2 separate regions of the Drosophila melanogaster genome follow, and region 2 is linked to region 1. The links are chromatin contacts, called in public Hi-C maps. All regions are on one chromosome and are shown on one strand. The core of a region is the stretch at or near the end of the contact, and the rest is flanking DNA. Distances in the headings are between cores, read along the strand shown. Region 1 holds the start of CG42876. Region 2 holds the start of CG12448.

What was found. Hi-C and Micro-C count contacts between places; a contact is called where the count stands out from the background.
Region 2: a Hi-C map of the Kc167 cell line shows a contact between it and region 1, with 2.5 times the contacts expected there. A contact is called at or near these places in 11 of 107 Hi-C or Micro-C datasets (the Clone 8 cell line, the Kc167 cell line, the S2 cell line and 8 more).

Annotation. Positions count from the first base shown.
Region 1 is chr2L:15,808,794-15,815,716 of dm6, forward strand. CG42876 reads right to left here and starts at 3,348. Exons shown (of 2, transcript NM_001299036.1): 1 at 3,137-3,348; 2 at 1,778-3,078. The coding sequence starts at 3,337. The coding sequence ends at 2,548. It overlaps lncRNA:CR44602 (long non-coding RNA:CR44602), which reads right to left and starts at 1,526. Exons shown (of 2, transcript NR_124291.1): 1 at 1,282-1,526; 2 at 1-1,225.
Region 2 is chr2L:15,937,281-15,944,203 of dm6, forward strand. CG12448 reads left to right here and starts at 4,161. Exons shown (of 3, transcript NM_165140.2): 1 at 4,161-4,782; 2 at 4,845-5,140; 3 at 5,200-5,574. The coding sequence starts at 4,226. The coding sequence ends at 5,405. beat-Ib (beaten path Ib) reads right to left here. Exons shown (of 7, transcript NM_078855.4): 2 at 2,084-2,802. The coding sequence starts at 2,153.

The sequences.
Region 1 (6,923 bases), core at 2,098-4,597:
AAGGTTTATGCCCTGCTTCCAATCTCATTTTCAGATGCACATATTAGATAAGCGCCCCCCCCACTCATACATCCAGTTAAATCTGCGCTGTTACGAACTCATTACTCCCCAAACTTTTGCTTAATTTCCCGGCACATTGCTAATAGTTTTGACCTCAACAACCGAGGCCTCACCACACAAGCATCGCACTCGCTCTAGCATATAAAAATACAGCGGTGTACTACTTACATAACAGCAACTTAATTAAGGACTTTATTAACTCTTGCCTTTTTCGGACAGCTACAAATGTGCTTCGAGTAATGAAGGTAAGCTTTTAAAAAGCAAAACTAGTATAATTTGAAAACAATATTTAATTGAAATACTTTAAGGCATATTTTAATCATGCAAAACAAGATATAAGTCATTATTTTAAAGTAATCGTTATAAGCAATTAAATACTTTTAACTTTTACTTAGAAAATCTTATATTTTTTTTTAACTAAAAAGTGTTAAAATAAACACCTAAAGGTAAAGGTAATTACCATGATTAACTAAATTTCAATAGTATTTAAAAATGGGATAGACTAATAATGTATGAATATAAAGTTCTTGAGCTAAATTTGAAGATAAATTGTCAAGCAGAAAAATAAATTGAGTTGCAAAGGGAATCAGTCACCCAAAATCCCAGCAGAAATAAAATCAGGCACTCCGCACCGGAAAAACTCGCGGGAAAATGGTATTGCCTAACGGGAGCCCTTCATCTCACCCTGTGCACACAAATTATGCGTAATAATTTTATTTGCATGTTTTATTTAATTTTTCATGCCACTCTGATTACGAAATTGAATTGGCAGCTTAGTTTTGTGCGCTCAGCTACTTGAACGGAGCAATGATTTCAATGGCCAGGTGGGCGAATCCCACCCCCCGTTGTCATACAATTAGCAAGGTCGGATGGATATAGCCAAACACCAGCACCAAACCCCAACCATCCGGCTACAACCGAATTCCAGTAACTTTCTAATGATGTTCGTCCGAAATTTTGCTCTGGTCTCATCTTCAGTTTCATTTGCTTTGACGTCGACATCGTTTCATTTTACTGATTTTCTTTGTTGCTGTTGCTGTCGCTGCTGATTTTGTTGTTTCTTGCCTTTCTTCAGTCACCCGAAATTTAATGCTGAATCATTACCAAGGAGAAATTGTGGGCCGAGATGGAGAAAGCGTCCTCCTTTCCTCCTCCTGGCTGGCAACTTAAATGCGCTTAAAATTAAATCTGATTTCATGAATATTGATTGATTGCTTTTACCTTGAATGAAAATCCGCTTCCGTGCTACTTTTTCTTGGTGGTTTTTTTTTCTGGTTGCCTCCTCGTACCTGGCCGCACATCCTGTTTTCCGGTCCCTCTATCTCGGTATTGTTTGGCCTGAATTTCCCATCCCCACTTGGTTTCCTTTTTGGGTAAGTTAAATTAATGAGCTTGAGTTGCCGCCTCACGGTAGCTTTCTTTTTCTCTTCGACCAGCTTTTTTTTTTAATATTTTGACCAGAAATAAGATGATTTAATTGAGTGTAAGGATTGCGTCTTGTATTTAAAATGGTTTTGGGAGTATTTAAAAAAAAATATATCTATATATTTGTAAGAAATAAGCATATGCAACCAACCCACGATTTCTATTCCTTTTATATGGGAATAAGCAAGTTTCAAGGCTAATAATCTTAAGAATTAAATTGAAATTGATTTTAGCTGTGCAAAATAATTTTAATTAAAATCAGCTAATGCATTTAGTTTGCAGGCTGACGAAGGGCTTTCTGGTGCCGATTTTCCCAATCATACGCAGACAGTCGAAGAAATTGATGAAAAGAAACTGGTAACCAAAATAAGCAGGAAGCAAAACAACAAGGAAAACGAATTTCCTGTTGAAAAACAATAATAAATAACAAAGGAAGGACAAACCACAAACAGACTGAGAAACACATGCAAACAAGCTTAGAATGAGACAGGAAAATACGAAAAAGAAGAAATGACAAATTCTCGTTGAAGTGAAACAGCTGGAAAACGCACTCGGAGCGTCCTTCTATTTTCTTTCCCAGTTTTCCTTTTTTCTTATATTAAAATTTCCTTTTGGTTTCAGCAGCTGGCATAGGTTCGATAGAAGCGAAGGATGGGGTAAAAAATATTTTACTTGTCTGTGAAAATCAAATTTCGGTTTTTATTTTCCTATAGATATTTGTCCTTTATTTCTGTCATGCCTTGATTTTCTTTTCGGCTGCCCTTGAGGCTGGCGGGTGAGTGTGTTTGTTGCTGTCAGTTTGAGTTCCGCTTTTGGGGGACGCTAACTTTCGACTTCCTGTCAATGGTGACAGCTGCAGCGGTCTAGCTGACCTTTCTCTCCATCGCCTTTTCCCGTTTTCCAGACGGTTATCAGAACGTACTTTTCATTTCTTTAATCGTGTAAAGGTTTCAACAGTTTTTCTAAGCGTACTACGTCTACTGTAGTATATTTACGTATTTATTTATTAAAAGTTTCGAATCGCTCTTTAGCTTATCTTGAATTTATGAATTGTGATATTACTTAAATGTTTGAAGATAGTCTATGAACTCCAACATCCCTGCCCAAATTGCCACTGGGATTGTAATTATGATTTTGATAATGATGATAATTTGGACTTTTTGTATTTTTAGTATTAGCCGTAGATGGGTTTCCTAAGTTAGTTTTTCCGGAATTATTGTTAAGATAACTATGAGCATGTAAATTTGTACTGTGTGTAAAAGTTTTTCCATCTGAGTCACTGGGTGCCTGATTGTTTGCAGTAGTGGTTTTTCCACCTGCGTTATTGGATGGCTGACTTTTCATCGTATAACTCGGCATTTGACTATTTGTTGTAAAATTTTTGCCTCCGCCATTATTAGTATTTTGAATGTTCGTTATAGATGACACTCCGCCCTTTTTTTTCAAGGTCGGACTAGTGCCACCCGTATTACCAGTTGACTGTTGACTGTTTGTGCCAGAAGTTTTTCCACTAGCATTGTTGAATGGCTCGCTGATTTGTTCGTATGGACCTGGCTCGAAATCTCCTCCAGTGTACCGCATTCCATAAATTACCTGAAAACAACATGTTTTTCAATAAAGTGCCACTTCAAAGAATAATCTTTGGCCTCACCCTATTAACGTCACAGCAAGATTCAAACGAAAAGCACTGCCTGTTGAAGTGAGCAGCGGGATTTCTTTGCGTGCTGCGACCATCTTTACAAAATAGCGTAGGCACACACGCATATATCTTGTTGGGTCCACAATATCCTCCAGCGTGCGCGGTACTGAACAGAAAGAAGCTCATTATGACAATTTTCCATTGCACCGACATGGTAACCCGAGAACTCATAACTCAGATCGAACTTGAGTAAAGATTCGCATTTATACCGCTCAAAGTGTTATCTCTTCGTGGAAGTGATTGCTGCGGGTCTTATCTTCTTTTAAATAATCAGAGGTTGTGTGAAATATTATAAAAAAAATGTATATATATTTTCCGAATCCAAATCCATGTCATTTTCCCTTGCTCTGAGAACCAAATGCAACTCACTCACATTCTAAAGCTTTGCTTGAGTTAAAATTATAATATTTTCCCTAAAATTATTTATTTTCCATTTTAAGCGCTGAAATGCACTCACAGAAATTCAAAATGCGGTTTTGACCGAGGAGAAGATACATTTTTTCGTAACTTGGAAACTAAGCCAATATGGATTTACAAAAGTAGAGCAGTAAAGGGCATCCAGGCTCTGTTTTGCACTTTTGCGACCCACAAATCCATCTTCTAAGGCACCTTCGTTAACCTAGATTGTATGGCAACAGCATTTCCATGGAGAGCGCATTAAAAGCGAGAGTTTGAAGTGTGTGGGTTAGTTAGGGCCGCAATGGAATCCTGAATAGAAACCCAAGGAAAAGCATTGCACGCTGGCCACAAAAGCGCTGGATACTCTGGCGGTGCACTTGACTGCAGCGACAATGCGATTCGGATTGTTAGAAGGCAACAGGAAACGGCAAGAACGATTCTACAATCGAATCGAACAAGGTCTAACAATAGTGACTAAAAGCACGGTTGGTAGTGAATCGCCATAAACCGAAGAAGAATTAGCCCTATGCCTGATACATGGAATACAAATGAGTGTAGAAATCGTATGTATTGGTTCACCAAACTCCGTAAGCTCACAACAAAAATATGCAATAGAAATACAGAGATGAACTGCTGCAAAAATGGGAATTCACGAAGGCGCAGTATACGTTAGGACACTCACAATTTGTTTTGTCAAGTTTTGTCAGATTTTTTTTTGATTTTTTCCCTGCTGGACAAAAATACAATTTCCGTATAAGTTGAAAAACAAACAAGTTTCTTTCGTCTGCCAATTTTTAACGTTCTGCCAGACTTAACCCAAAAAAGAGACTCTTTTTGTCTTGCTCGTCCTTTCTCGATGAAGCAAAAGTAAATTTCCACTTGCAGTCAATAATCAACTAAGCATAAAATAGTATTTGAACTATTGATGCAGCAAAAATGTGCTGCTTCCCTTCCTCGACTTATAGCAGAAATATGGGAAAACATAACTGGGAATCCGCTTTAACTTGAGCATGGAGTCTGCCAAAGTTGGGGGAATCCAAAACTTTGTATTTTATTTTATGTGCGTTTGGCTCTTTCTATACATACAGGCGGTAATACGTATACTTGAAATTCTGCACATGCTCTCACTCAATTGAAGTTCAATTATTTTCTTGGCAAATTTCTATTTGTTACGCACAGGTGTAGGTAAAAATAATCGGAAAAGCTGAAGGCCAAAAAATATTCGGGTAAAAGAAGTGGTAAATGGTCGAATGGAATGAAAAAAGGGATAGCGGTGACCTGTAGGCAAAAGATTTCTAGCTAATTTGCGGCAATAACATCAAAGCTGCCTTTTGGCCTTTTCAGTTACCCTTTTTCATCCCTTGCCCAATTGGCCTTGTACGCCTTTTTTTTTTTTGGTTATATGGACATTTGGTTGATGGTGTGGTGCGCACAACCGATGGTTAAATGTTGCGTTAAATATTTGTGGGGCCTCTTGGGACGAGACAGCTTTAAAATAGCCTAATTTACAAAAGCCCACGAAGCACAGTAACCCAGTTTAAAGCAAAGCCCAACGTTTGATATAAAGCCGAAGTCATACAAGTTATACAAAATAAAACAAAAAAAAAAATTGCCTAAAATAAATAATAATATCTATAAAAAGGAAATATGAGAGCTCTATAAAATGACCATCCTATTTTAGATTTTTCAGTCGGCTATAAATGCCCCAAAAATATTGCCTATAACAAAAGTCCAAGAATATTTTGGTATAAAGAAAATGTGGTATTAAAATAATAATACATATTTTAATTTTTTCCCTATATTATCTTATGAGCTTTTTCGCTCCCTTTCGCCATCCCATTTTTCCAAAACTCCCGCCTCTTTTTTTCTTTTTTTTTCCTGTCTCTCGTCTGTAAAGTTATAACCTCGGTTTTCTTATCTGATTGTCTTCAAGTGCAATTACTTGTTTACAACTGCTTTCGGTGTTTATTCTTAAATATAAAGAAATAGGTAAAAAAAGTTTTTGAGCAGCAAATTGCTCATTAAGTAAACGAAAAATATACAGACCCGAAAAAAACCTAATCGAAACAAGAGGGAAAAAGGCAAGGGATCATTGGGCCCTGGCAAACAGAATTCCGAATGGCACACAGAAACAAAATCCAAAATGCAATGAAATTTAATGGAAATGCATAAAAAAAAGAAAAACAGAAAAACTATTTGCGATGGGTACATCTGCACATATGAAGTTGTATAAATCCATGGCTATGTCCTATCGAACTCTATACGATAATTCATTAGTGGCTTCAACGGTCCGTAAAATTGAATTATGCTTTTGTTGATGATTTCATTTCGTTTTAGCCGTTTCACAATTTTCATTTAACGTTTTTCATTTCGGGGCTCAACGAACAGTTACGTATAATTAGAAATTCGCTTTTTCGTTCTAGTTTACAACAATATTTTCTTTAGCCATGGAGAGCATTCATTTATCCCTGCGGGTAGTCCTACGTGGTATCCCTAACATGCAATTTGTAATTTGGCGTAAGTAAAATGCTTTCTGATAATTAAATTAACATTTCAAATATTTGTTTTTATATTTATTGTTTCAGGTATATTTAGTATCTCTACAAGAGATTATATTACACTGTGGCTCATAACTTAGGAGGACTAAGCCTATAAATCTAGCTAAACACATTACTCACCCAACCAACAAATAACGGCGTAGACAGTATTTATAACAACAGGGGCTAATGACACCCCAGAGAGGGAGGCAGATATCTACGCTATTCCCACCGATTCCTATGGAATGGTTCCTTTTTTCCACTTCAGTTGTGTCCATGAAAACATTTCTGTTTACCTTTCTGCCGATGGCAACAGGAAGCCAAGCAGTGCAGCCTCAGAAGTGCGCCAAAGTAGCCGGTCGACTCCACTGGCCTCGATTCAATTGGGTTCCGGTCAGCGGCAGATACGGATACAGATACATATGCGAACACAGAGCCAAGGCCAGCTAAAGCCAGATCCAGGGCGAAACTCGTTTGCAACAGGAGCGATTTAGGGGATTTTCACGTTAAGCGTTGGCTGTCAGCGATTGGCAAGCGGCTTACAGGTGGCTCACCACGCCCTTGGTTGGATTCAGTTTTGTTCTGGACCATTTTCTAGGTTCTCGGACTGGTTTATGGGCTTAGGCAGGAAGTGACCTTAACTAAATGAATGCTGCACGAAAACGGAATAACATAGCAATATATATATATATATATGTTCTTTTTATTCATATACAAATTGCAATACGTACTTTTCCACATTTTACGCAAAAGGTAATTAATACTATTAGGCTTTCAATACCCCATTATATATTATTGTTTTT
Region 2 (6,923 bases), core at 2,911-5,410, 130 kb after region 1:
TGATTCCTGGCATTGTTGTTCCTGCTCTTGGACGTTGAGCTTGGCATTTCCGGCAGACGCCACATGCATCGCGTGCGTGTCACAACAACAAGTGTGTGTGGGCTGGCGGACGTGTGTATATGTGAGTGTTATGTGCGGGTGTCAAAAGTTTAGCACTGAAAATTGCCCGCCAGTCCGTTGCTGGTTTCCCGAGTGGGCGGCAGCAAAACGCTATATAAAAATATAAGAAATAATAAGCCATTTCTGGTGCAAAGGGACTAGAAGTGAACTGAAATGCGAGATGTTGTTCAATAGTTGGTGAAAACATGCCAAAATTATAAATATCTTTAAAAAAAATTTTCTTATTAAATAAATTCATTGAAATGATAAAAACGTACTTATAAGAGAAATGTTATAAAATAAATTATTAAATAATATAATGCCCATCAAAAGTTATGGGTTTTCAAGGATTAACGGTGATAAGGAATAATATATATATTCCAAAACATAATATATAAATATATATGACCCAAGCTCTTTCCGTACAACCAAAAAATATAAGAATAATATTTTCTTAATGATCTCATTCAAGTAAAAGCTAGAAACGGGGTATCAAACGAATCTCGCTCTGACGCTTGTGGGCCTTTTATTTTTTTGGAAATATGCTCCACGGCCAGACACTCTCTTCCTGGAAGCCCCCCCCCCTTAATGTTGGCCATTGAAATGCGTGTCTAGTGAAGGATCCGCGAGACGTGATTGGAAGTTTTTAGCAGGTCCTGTCGCCGTTTCCTCTTTGTTTCGATGGAATACGAGTGGTTTTGCACCAGACGGGTGGGCGATGGCACACGTCTCTTTGCCAAATGCCAGTTAGTACGTTCTGGAGGAGGGGGAGGCGTGTGACTAGCCCGAATTAAGAGCAAGCAAGAAGTGCAGATCTAGCCCAGACCGGAACCGGAAGTTGCTGTGATGAATTGCTCTGCATCGACAGCCGCTTGCGTGCCTTTAAAGGCGGCTTCCCAAGTACACTTTACTTCCCTGCTCGAATCTTTCCGTTTTTAATATAAAATGCCTGGGATTTATGAGCGCCTCTTTTACAACTTTATTATGCCCCAATCCCACAATGAATGGCTGACTGAGTAGGAGGGAATGTCGACAAGCCAAAGGAATATGAAACGAAATTAAAGCTGCCGGAAATGCAGACAAAGCGACAACTCATTGCAGCAGCTATTTTGCCCGGAGTGTCAGACAGAGATGACTGGAAAAAATCCTGAATAAAGCCGGAGAACTGAAATGAAATCCGAATCATATTGCATTTGGTGGGGAACGTCAAGAGTGACAAACAAACAGCTGAATGTAAGCTGCAGTCAGGCACCAATATTAAATTAAAATCCAGCAAAATTATTAATACTCATAAAAGGCCGTTATATATTGGGATATATAGCGAGGGAATGGAGCAACGAACGTCAACTTATCAATGGAAATTAGCCGGGTATAAATGGATAGTGTATTGGGCTTAGGTGGCAGAAGTTGAACATAATACCTAACAAATATCAGTGAGTGAAGCTTAAATTGCATTCCGATATTATGTTCATTTAAAGAAGAAGAAATTCAAACAAATGCCTCCTTAATAGAATAGTGAATTTAAAGTACGTTTAGTTTTAGAAATTACAATAAGGCCTTACTACAAAAGTAACAATCTGATATTTGATTTCATTTGAAGTAAAGGTATTTCATAGGAGCAGCAACAAATTGCCATTCTGTTCAATATGTATGTTTTATTCGCCACTTTTTGGTGCTTAATTCGATTTGTCATGGCGCTTTTTAAAAACAAAAAGAAAGAAGTTCACAGACGGGGTTGAAACGTTTTCACAAATAGTAACCGCAAACATAATTGAACCGCAAATGATGTGGGAGAGCAGTAAAACAGTGGGTGGCAAATTGATTGCCCAGTTTGAAAACAGCAGTCCCCATGGCCATAATTTTCGATTAATATTTCAGGCCAACTGTGTGTGCTGGGACATTTAAATTAAAGCTCGAGAGTGGTCAAATAGTAAAAGGTGATGAGGACATGACAGTGTTTGCTTTTCAAATTTAACAAACTTACCTGGCAAACTGGCTATATAAATTGCGGTAATGATGAAGAGTCGACGCAGTTTAAGCGCTGGCTTTTGCATTTTATGTCCTTTTGCCCACAAATATGATTGTTTATTTATAAATCAGCTAATTTTTTATATCACGCTGCCCTTTGCAACCGATTGACGTACATATATGAGCAATATCCGCTATCCAGACCGCAGAAATCAATTTTAATATTCGCTAACTGGTTTTGTCATCCTTTTGTTTTGCTCTGCGCTCAGTATGTGCAATTTCCCCTTTTTTGTCGTTTGATTGGTTTTACTTTTTGCTCTATTTTGTGGTTGCATTTAATGCATTTTTCATTCGGCGCTCTTGCTTTCTTCGGTTTACCAGTCAGCCACAATTAGCAATCAGCACAGTGAGTCGCATTTGTATTCGGACTGTGACCTGGTCCTGTGTGCCCCGAACTACCTGAATGCCACTGCTGTTGCCTTGCATGTGAAATTGTGTAAATACGCTCGGCTTAGGGTTAGCTGCATTTCTCATTGAACTCGATTTGGCTATTTGCATTTTTCATATCCCTTCTGCCCTTTTTTGCATATTCATTTCCTGCTTTCCACAATTTTTCCACTTTGCTGCTATGTATTTTATATGACTTCGGCTCACTCCCAGCTTTTCCTTTTCCTGCTTGGGAATTCCACAATGTTGCTGGATGATGATTGAACTGGATTCGGCTTCCGAATTAACCTAAAAAATTGATGAGCAGAGGGGGGATAGAATTAGATCCAGTTGTAAGCTTAGAAATATTTGAATTCATTGTTATGTAAATTTCGTTTCGACGGAATTTTCTTCACCATTTATCTTGTAAGCTCTCTAACTCTGCATTGAACAGTTGAATAAATATTTTTAAATATAATTATATAATCTTTTTTTGGTATAAGAATTCTAAAATAATAACTTCTTCTTGTGACATTTTTTTAAATTTTTGAATTAATTGTATTGTTTGTATTTTATTTGTATTCCTCATAGTGCGGAATGTACCGAATTTATTTAATCCTTTTATATTTGTGGCTTGGTTTTCGGCTTTCATGAAAGTCTCAAGTCTTGACAACTCCAATCATCATCAAATTCAATATCCCAGCGGAGGATTTACTGTCTTCTACTCGGAGAATCCCCTACGGTTCTAAATCATTGATGGACGCTTTAAGCTGCAATGGATTTTGGAATATTGCGAAAAACAATACAAACGCACAGTGCATTTTCCAACTGATTTGAAAATCCAAAGTTGCCCATTAGCAAACCAAATACGCGCAGTTGCCACCGCAAAGGGGACGTGGCATGGGCAAGGGCAGGGAGCAGGGAATTTCGACTTTGGCGCCACACGAAAAGCCGACTGACTTTACATGGGAAATTGGCAAAAGCCAAGCCATGAAATTGTACAACACGATTTTCACATTTCGTACATGACACCATTTCGTTTTCGACTGCCGAGAACAGGGACAGTGGCACACATGTGTGTAAGGCGCCCGTGTGGCTGGGTTGCCTAGTTGACATGCCTGTGTGCGTCGAGGAAAATTCACTTATGGAAATCGAAGATTTTCACTGCGCCCTCCATTCTTTTTCGTTTTTTTTTTTTAAGGGAAAGCGAGGGAAAACTAAACTGATATGAAGTATCAGCATTCAGTATTCAATGTAAATCCTTTAAGCTGCAAGTGCGTTCGAAAGGAGACTCTTCGCCACGTATTCATGGATTCCTGGCTGACTGACAGGTTGACTGCGCCTCCGAGTGGAGCTTCTGCCCCATATTTGGTGGGTTCTGCGGGGAAAAGCGGAATGCGGTCTGTGTGATGAAGGCAGAGAGGACGGTGCCTATATCCAACCAGAAACCAGTAACCAGCCAAGAGATGTGTGTCAAGTGGCGCAGCAGAGGGTGAACTTAGTACTTATCATCATATTCATGCTGAGTACAATATCACGGCAACATAAGCCCAATATATCTGCGGAATCAGCGTTATTCGCCATTAGCTGACAAGATTATGTTGTTTATTTTTCGAAAAGGTGTTCCCTAGAAATTTCTATCAATGACTTTTTTGAATTCCATTAAGCTACATATACAGCATTACAGCAATACATTTATACACATAAACATACGCAAGAATACGGCTTGACCATGTTCCTACAATGTCCTTCGGTGATGCGAGGTTCTAAACACTTTTCTCAGCACATGAGCGATTTCAGTTCTGGAAGCCATCAGAACACGGACAATTTCAGCGATTGTTGGTTGGAATCCAATAGTAGTCAGGATTCGTATTTCGGTCAATCTAGTCGACTGAAACTTGCCCTCCTGGATTACAAACAGTTCAACGCTGCAAGGACTATTCAGTGTCATGTGAGGGGATTTTTGGCCAGAAGTACTCTTAAAAGGCAGATCGATGCTGCCACCATCATTAGCAAGTGGTGGCGTGGTTTCTGGGTGCGACACTCAAAGTTCTCCTTTATGCAACAGCTGTTACAGCAGAGGATCATCCAGTATCACCACGATATGGCCACTAAGATTCAGGCGCTGTTCCGCGGATGGATGACTCGCCAGTACTTCCAGGACTTCCAGGGCATGAAGTCGCTCCGAATACAGTATGTGGAAGATATGCTCAGTTCGCTTTACAGAAAGGTCCACAGAATGCGAAAGGAACATATGCTACCAGGAATTTATGCATTAAGGGAATCTGAGTAAGTCCTTGAAAATCCTTTTTCCTTTTCACACTTTAATTGTTGTTGAGTCTTATTCATAGTCTGCTAAGTAAGATCGAGGACCTTTCTAGTACCTTTGGCTACCGCTTTCATAACGGCCGTGTGCGGGCAGCCATTGCAATGAAGCGATCCTTCATAAACGACCGGCGACATGAGTTCCGAAAGGGAAATACTTATTCCAAAGTGCCTTATCCGGGACCCTATATAGAAAACATTAACGACTTAGAATTTACCTTGCCAAAGCGAATGACACCACGTTTGCAGCGTACGATTCTGGTATATGACAAGGCAATGAGAGATAAGAATGTGGAGAAGGTGTACATGAACTATTCAACCAGTAAGTTTGACACCATATAGTTGCTCTTTACGATAACCAATATCTATTTATCACTGCAGAACGTCGTATGAGCATGCATGTCATGCGAGAGAATATGCGAAATCGTTTTTGCAAAGATTTTGTAAAGCGTTTGGCAAAAAGGAACAAGACACGAAACGCACAGGATCGTAACATTAAATACTATCTTGATGATCTTCTAACGACCGCTGATGAATATAATTGTTTTTGCAAGCCCCAAGTAAAAGACGATAGCTTGTGCCAATAGGTTGTCTCAGTAATTAACTTTCCATAAGACACCGAGAGCTGGGAAAATCTATTTTCACATTCGATCTGTTTTTTATTATGGGCTCTTCAAATTGTGAACCTGTATTGAAAATAGTTTATGCATTAGCATGCAAAATAAATTTAAGTTACCTACGAGTATGAACAACTTTAAAACAATTTTACAAATAAATATATATTCCCTTCTAAAAAATCTGGGCAAAAAATTGATGCTGACTTTCATTCTTATGCACAAGACAACTGGCAGCCATTCAGATATAGCTTGAACATCTGTCCCACCTTCCATTTGACCATTCAAAGTGCCCGGGGGAAACGGACAAAATATTTCCATTTCTTACTGTCATCAGTCACAAAATTTCAGAAATTCCTCGACATAAAACTGATTTTGTCCCTCATCTGAAGACGAATAAAGCAGAGCGCTTAAACTTTTTTAATGTCAAGGCAACAAAAATTGGAGAAAAACGAATTCCGTTCTCCTTTGTGTGGATGACTGTGCGTTTTTAGCAGCTCGCAATTTATTTGCAAACATTTATTATAGTTACTTTTGTTTTATTCGCTTTGAGTACTTTCGCGTTCTGAGCGATGGAGATGGCAAAAAGTAGGGGTCACTTTTTTATGCGGCATTGTTTTATGGTCGCTTCGTGGCTGAAAATGTAATGCCACAGCCATAAAGAAAATCCAACACCAGCCCTGGGCTGATAAGTCCTGTGAGAGAAGAAGCCAATCCAAGCTTGGAAACAAATTAGTTTAAAGATAAGTGGGTTACACAAATTCGAGTAGCATACTTTGTGGCATTAAGTGGCTGTCTTGATTAGTTCGTGCAGATGACTGACTGACTGAATGGCTCAGTTGGAAGTCGACCAGGACGAGAGGGCAAATACAATCAAGCATCAAGGCTGCAGACTGCACGTGAAAATGTTTAACAGCTGTCGATTGCAGGGAAAAGGGGGAGATTAGGGAAAATGGCATAGAGCAAACATCCTGGGAATCGAGCAGCAGCTCCAGAGCCCTCAGAACAGGACTCTCAGCCGAGGACCTTGAGGCATGCGCGTAATGCGCCTTTGGCCAAGTGCACTGTAAATACCAAAGCAATTTTCACTGCAAAATTAACAAGCGCCAAACCGCAACACAAGCCCGAGGTGCTGAAGTGGATTGGCTTGGCTAGAGCCCAGTTGGCTAAGATGCCTGCCATACGTACAGTTACCACTAAGTCGAGGCGCCGGTCCATAATGAATTTTCCCAGCAGCTCCATCTCCTCCTCGTCGTCTCCGTCCACGGTTTATTTGCCTTTTTTTCCCATTTTTCCTGGCTCTGGCTCTTCCGACACACGAATGCAATTAAGCTGCTCAGCTGGTTGAAAAAATCGAAAGTTTACCGTATTCCTTTTCCGTCCTTCATTGAATCATCAATTCACGGAATGAAACCCGATTCTTTCTCAGAACCCTTGCTTATAGCACTCAACTGAGTCCATAAACTTGTTGTAAGCTAAGAATGAGCACTT